Regions from separate parts of the Mus musculus genome. Here region 2 is linked to region 1. Evidence: chromatin contacts called from public HiChIP or PLAC-seq data. All regions are on one chromosome and are shown on one strand. The core of a region is the stretch at or near the end of the contact, and the rest is flanking DNA. Distances in the headings are between cores, read along the strand shown.

Evidence for each region. HiChIP or PLAC-seq counts read pairs in DNA pulled down with a chosen protein or histone mark.
Region 2: an H3K4me3 HiChIP or PLAC-seq map of forebrain shows a contact between it and region 1, with 3 times the contacts expected there. The contact joins two enhancer-like sites. A contact is called at or near these places in 17 of 484 Hi-C or Micro-C datasets (the 3T3-L1 cell line, LSK cells, bone marrow-derived macrophages and 11 more) and 10 of 115 datasets of contacts at active chromatin or transcription factors (VIP interneurons, acute myeloid leukemia, bone marrow-derived dendritic cells and 7 more).

What each region holds. Positions count from the first base shown.
Region 1 is chr16:77,235,725-77,238,672 of GRCm38.p6, reverse strand. No RefSeq gene overlaps it. Among named protein-coding and RNA genes, the nearest start is that of Gm31258, 65 kb to the left of the region's middle. Within about 2 kb of position 1,567, at least 101 of the 459 cell types and tissues checked have an H3K27ac peak or open chromatin away from gene starts, as enhancers often do. A contact at or near this core is called in VIP interneurons and forebrain, where this site is marked.
Region 2 is chr16:77,442,795-77,445,742 of GRCm38.p6, reverse strand. All of the region lies in intron 2 of Mir99ahg (Mir99a and Mirlet7c-1 host gene (non-protein coding)), which reads right to left. Among named protein-coding and RNA genes, the nearest start is that of 9430053O09Rik, 24 kb to the right of the region's middle. Within about 2 kb of position 1,517, at least 27 of the 459 cell types and tissues checked have an H3K27ac peak or open chromatin away from gene starts, as enhancers often do. A contact at or near this core is called in VIP interneurons and forebrain, where this site is marked.

The DNA of each region.
Region 1 (2,948 bases), core at 318-2,817:
ATCTGCAGCAGGGGAGCTCATGACTGATTCAGGACAGTCGCCCCCTGAATACAGATGACGGGATGACGGAATGCCTCATGAATTAAAAGGGCCATGGGCTTCTTGTCTAAACCCTTCGTGTGGCTATGCCTATCATTGTGCTCGCTAAGCTTCTTTTAAAAAACCGTGCACAGTTATGACACCTTTGTTGGTGTATTTTAAAATTCCATGTCTTTGAATAATTATATCCAAAGCATTCCTTTAATAGAAAATAGACAATGGACTTTGGCTATCAGTTCTAGACAACCACATGCTTTTCATGGCAACAACGCATGGAATATATGAATTAAGAGAAATCACACTAAAGTCTGTCCCAGTTTCAGTCTTTGGGCATCTGTAAAGCAAATAGAAATCTTCTCAGACCACATGTTTCAGACTTTTTAAGCCATCTATCGAACAAAGTGTGTTATCCTGACCAACAAAACACAAATGTGCGAGACAACATTGTACTTCCAAATGTCTTTCCGTAGATAAATGAATTCCTTCGTGACTATGATTTCATTTGCTCAACTCTGGTTATATAATGATCCCATAAATTCACTGGAGGTATTGAACTATAAATGGAGAGCAGGCATTTTCAGAGAAACATTAAAGCAGCTGTTACATATTATGCCTCCTGAGAAACAAATGTCCCTGTCATATTCTGAAATAATATGTAAGCTGTTCCCTGCACTTCTTTTCAAGCTGGTTCTTGTATTCAGTATTTCTAGTAAATGGATGCAAATCAGGTGCATTGTGCTGCGATGGGAAGGGAGAGATTTGTTCAGAAATGACCTCAGTTCTATTCATTAATAAGATGACATGTTGGCTGAGAGCAGTGAAGGACAGAATAAAACAAGAGAGAACTTTCCTCCATTTGACAGATGTACATAGAGCTTTTTCTTGGAGAAAGCACTGTATGTAAAATGGCCACTACAACATAAAATCTAAAAACGTGAAAGGGACCTCCAAGATGCAGATTGCTTGGAAAAAAAATCACAACGTCCATGGCAGCATACCCCCCCCCCATTCCCTATTACATTGTACAGCAACTTGGAGAAAACACGTATTTCATTGAGAGGGGGCATCTAATAAACAAAAGTTTGGGATTTTTTTTCTGAGAGTTTTTTTTTTTCTTTTTAAGAAGGAGAAGATAATATATGCAAGACCCAACCAAGCAAAATAGCATTGTACTTAGAACCACTTCTGTTACTGCAGACATCAGTTGGAGACTGGGTAAGAGCTACCAGGAAGAATGTAGCCACATTTTCACATAGCGATTTAAATTATGCCACCAGAATAATTAATGGAAGGACTAATCTGGGGGAGGGGAGGGTAATAGGAAAAGGGGGAAGGCTATGTTAAACAAAGTTCATTACTGCATGATGTAAATGAGTTTCTCACCAATGATGTCACTGATTGGCTGAGCTGCAGGACTGGCTTCGAGCATGGCCGGATTGGCTGCTAGCTCTTCTGGTGCCTGCCTGCTTGGGCAGCGGTTGAATCAGATACTTTCTGTCTCTCTTGTTGTCGTTTGAAGCAAATCTTGTTCAGCCCAGCTGTGTCTCCATAGTAGTGGCACCCTAAGAGAGGCTCGCCCTCCTGCTTCCCACAGCTCTTCTGTGAGGCCGTCGTTGCTGTGTGAATACCAGCCCTTGGCACGAAGCCCAGACAGCGTTCTCAGATCCGTCTATAACACACACATACAAAAAAGAAAAATAAAAGCAGGTCTTTCATCTGAATTGCATCCTAAGGAGGATTAAGGCTTCTATTGCTACTGATTTGTGTTCTTTCAATTTGATGGTTAAAATCGTTTTTGAAACACAGTATCTTCTCATCTGCAGCAGAATACTATTGGTTAAAATTGGATAAAAAAAAAAGATGAGGGAATCCCCCTTTTCCCATGTTTACCTTGATTACAGAAACATACTTCTTCATTTTCTTCCTAATCACCATAACTGATGCTTTTGGTCCCCTACTAGAATTTTAAACTCTCAGCAGATTTCTAATTACAGCCGAGTCATTATTTTCAGGTTAAGACATGGGATCTTAATTAGCATTCTTTTTTTTTTAGCTATGCGAAATGAGACAGGGCATGAAGCAGAGATGATCTATGGAGAGGGAGAGAGGGAGAGGGGGAGAGAGAGAGAGAGGAAGGACAGAGAGAGAGAGAGAGAGAGAGAGAGAGAGAGAGAGAGAGAGAGAGAGAGAGAGAATCTGTATAGCTTTTACAGTTGAGCTGATACCCCCTCTAAGCTCTCCCTCCACCACCACCTCCACCACCCCCCTTGCAAAATAATGCAGTCATATGAACTTTACCAGACAATGGAGTACCTACAGGCTCTCCCCTAGACAAGTCCTTTATAACAAGCCAGTGCTATGTGCTGCAGACAGTAGCCAATCGGCAGGCTCCTTTCTGCAGCAGGGACACAATAGGTGCATTGGCCACACTGTCCTCCTAGACCCTGACAGCAGTTCAGGTTCATTTATTGTACACTGGAAGGCACATATGTCTTTAATATTCACTGTGAAATTATCAGTGTGGCTGTCTTCATTCCACTGTGATTACACCAATCTAATTACTGCGCAAAAGCTGCAGGGGCACCGCTTGCACTGAGTGACGCATAGGCATGTATGCAGAAAGAATATGCACGAACATGCTTGCTTACTTCAGGAATAAAAATCCACCGATTATTTCCTTCCCAAAGCTTAATGCTTCCTCCACAACACTTGGGTGAATATAGACATCATTTTCTGCTTCAAAGGAAAAGTATGTGGTGTGTGTGTGTGTGTGTGTGTGTGTGTGTGTGTGTGTGTGTGTGTTGTGTGTGCATGATTTAAACATTAGTCTAGTTATTTATTGGTGTGAGCTGTGGAGGTAGAATCTAGTCAGCAAATAAAAGGTAATTAAGGACCTAAAGACTTCCTCT
Region 2 (2,948 bases), core at 268-2,767, 210 kb before region 1:
GTAGAGACCAACTGTATGAAAGGAATGTTTTCAGGTTAATGCATGCCTTTTCCTCCAACTACATCATCAACCTTTTCCTTTTAGTTAAAACTTTAGACGTATGAATATATCTCTCACTTTAATAATGCATCACAAACTATGGACGCCACACAGCTTTCAAGCTACATAAAGTTATTGATGGCACAATGATCACAGAATGCAAGCATGTGCAATATGATTTGTTTGCGAAACAATAGATATTTTATGGTCCATTTCCTCCACAGAATGCTCAAAACCTTATTAAGTTTACCCAGGGTCTTTGCCCTTTCATGTTCATATGGTTTATATGTGCTGTGGCATGATGTGAATTGGATGTTAAACTCTACACATTTTCCTTCCCATCTGCTCTTGGTTCAAGGCCGTAGTAAAAGAGAAAAGTAAATAATCCCAGCTTTTCTTTAATATCATTCTTCATGTTTCCCACACTCAACTGAATTTTATTACAGAATCAGTCTCTGACTTCCTATTTATTTTATCCTTCGGTCAAACCTCAAGGTAACACCTTTCATGGGTTCATATATTAAGTTTCTTTTATGGAAATGTCAAAATTGTCTCTGTACTGAAGGAATCCAGAGCACATGCTTATATGCGCCTATAAATTTACTCTGCGATACTTATTGGCAATGCTGACATTTAGTGCTCACTATGTCCTATATGTAATGCAAAACTGTAATTACTTTCTTTTAACGTATAAATATGTTTTATTTCAGGTCATTTACTTCTTATAGGAACCATGAACACTTCTCTGACTGTGCAAGTGTACTAATGATTCTACGCGTGTATACACAAGATATGATGTCTAAGCTTCAGTTTGCTTAGTTTCCTCCTGAGGTTGCATACAAGGTAGGGAGTAAACATATATATATTACCAATTAAAAGGAGTACTTCCTCATAGTATGAGTTAATTGCACAATAAAAAAAGTAGTCTGCGAGAGGTCTTCATTTCTGAGATTTCTCTGATAAACTACCCAAGGTTCTAGCTAGTCAAACTATTGCTGACCGTGAACGGCCAGAGATCATCACCATCAGTGAGTTAGGAATTCTAGCTCTTACAGCCCCGAATCTGGATAGATCCCCAACATAAAGTATACATTGTAACTTTTGAGCACATCTGGTCTACACTATCTTAAATCTTTGAGAGTCAGTTTTTTGAGCATACGGTAAACCACCTGCATTCAAGCATGTGAAGAGAGAACTGTGTCCTTTGAAAAGTAATATTTGAATTTGGTGCGTCTTCACAAGATGTGTCAATCAGATACATGGATGAAACCTCCACCCCTTTGTCTCCATACACGGACTTAGATTATTCATTGAACAGGCTCCTGAATTAGACGATATGAGGTTGTGTTTGCTATATAACTCCCTGCGATACACAAGCTCTGGCTTGCTCTTTATGTCCTGAATTTCCATGGCTCAGACAGAGGTGGAATAAGAACAAGGATTAGTTGTTGCCACTAGAGGGCAGTAACAACAATTTAATAATACAAAGCATGTTCCTGCTTGTCCCCAGCACAGGGAAACAATGAGTTTGTGTGGGTGAGGTCTTAGGAACCTCTGGTTCTAAAAGAAGGAACAATGCCTTAGAGATAAATTAACTAAAACTCTTTTATTGCCATCGTGTTCAAATCACACTTTGCGAGGCTTTCAAGGTTAAAAAGTCTTGTTTGCATGTCCTACTCCTAACTATGAGAACAGGCTATTTTCTCTGGTAAGAGCTTGAAAATAGATGGCTGTTTATTAGAAGTAGGCTCTCAGCATAAATATTGAAAGAAATTCATTACTGTGGATTTAAGACCTTTCACTTTTTTATGAGAGTATACATACACAATTTCTAAGTGCAAGTGTTCAGAATTTTCATGGAAAATCATACTGGATAGACAAATTCGTCTTTTACTAGGTATCTCCCTCATAAATTCTCTATGAGCACCATAAGAAAATGCTCCATCAAGCTAAACAGTAGGAGGGAACACACGAGTTCGAATAAAAGGATGTAGGATTCTAGCACCTACAAATTCAATTCTATTGATATCCTCGTTAGCATTCAAATATGTCTGCTTGCTATTCTGAGGGTTTCCACGTGAATATTTAGCAATTTTCTCAAGGAAAGGGAAGAGAAGCTTCTTAATCAAACTGTAAGTTCCTTTGCAGATATAATTATGCAACCTCATTGTCATTCTTGATGCTCCAGGAATTGAGAAACACATGTTAATGTTGATCAGATCTGCCCTGTAATGACCCATACGACACTGGAAAGTGCAAACTCAATGCTCCTCTGACCATGAGGCGCCCCTAACTCTGTCAGAGTGGTCATTTACTGATACTTTTATATCTAACGAGATATAAAGAGCAAATATATAGATATACATATATATAGATAGACAGATAGATATAGATATAGATATATAGATATATAGATATATAGATATTAGATATGAAGACACCCATAGTGTATTATTCGAGTCAATATGTACAAAATCACAAAGTCAAGTGAGGTTTATACACATTTCTAGACGCTTACACTCTGTCCTTGTGCTTCCCTTTTATGGTGGGTACCTGGAATTACTCATAAGTACCTGACACCTTCACCATGCTGTAAGCTGCCCTGCGCCCTGCTCTAGACTGATTCCCAGAAGAAACAGATGGTTGGGAAGTGGGATGGATGCTAAAGCAACAGCCCCATAGCGAGAACTGGGAAACTGAATCCAATCCAACTTGAAAAGGTTTGCACGAAGTCCAACCGAGGTTGCCTTGGCTTATCCAAGACAATGATTTCTACATTTCCAAAAACTATTGTTTTATTTATTTAGCTCTCAAGGATGATGTGTTTGGTTTGTATTTAGAGCTATGCAGTAAATAAATAAAAAAAACCTATATTACAAAAAGGCAAGGTCTAGAGATTCAACCTTGAC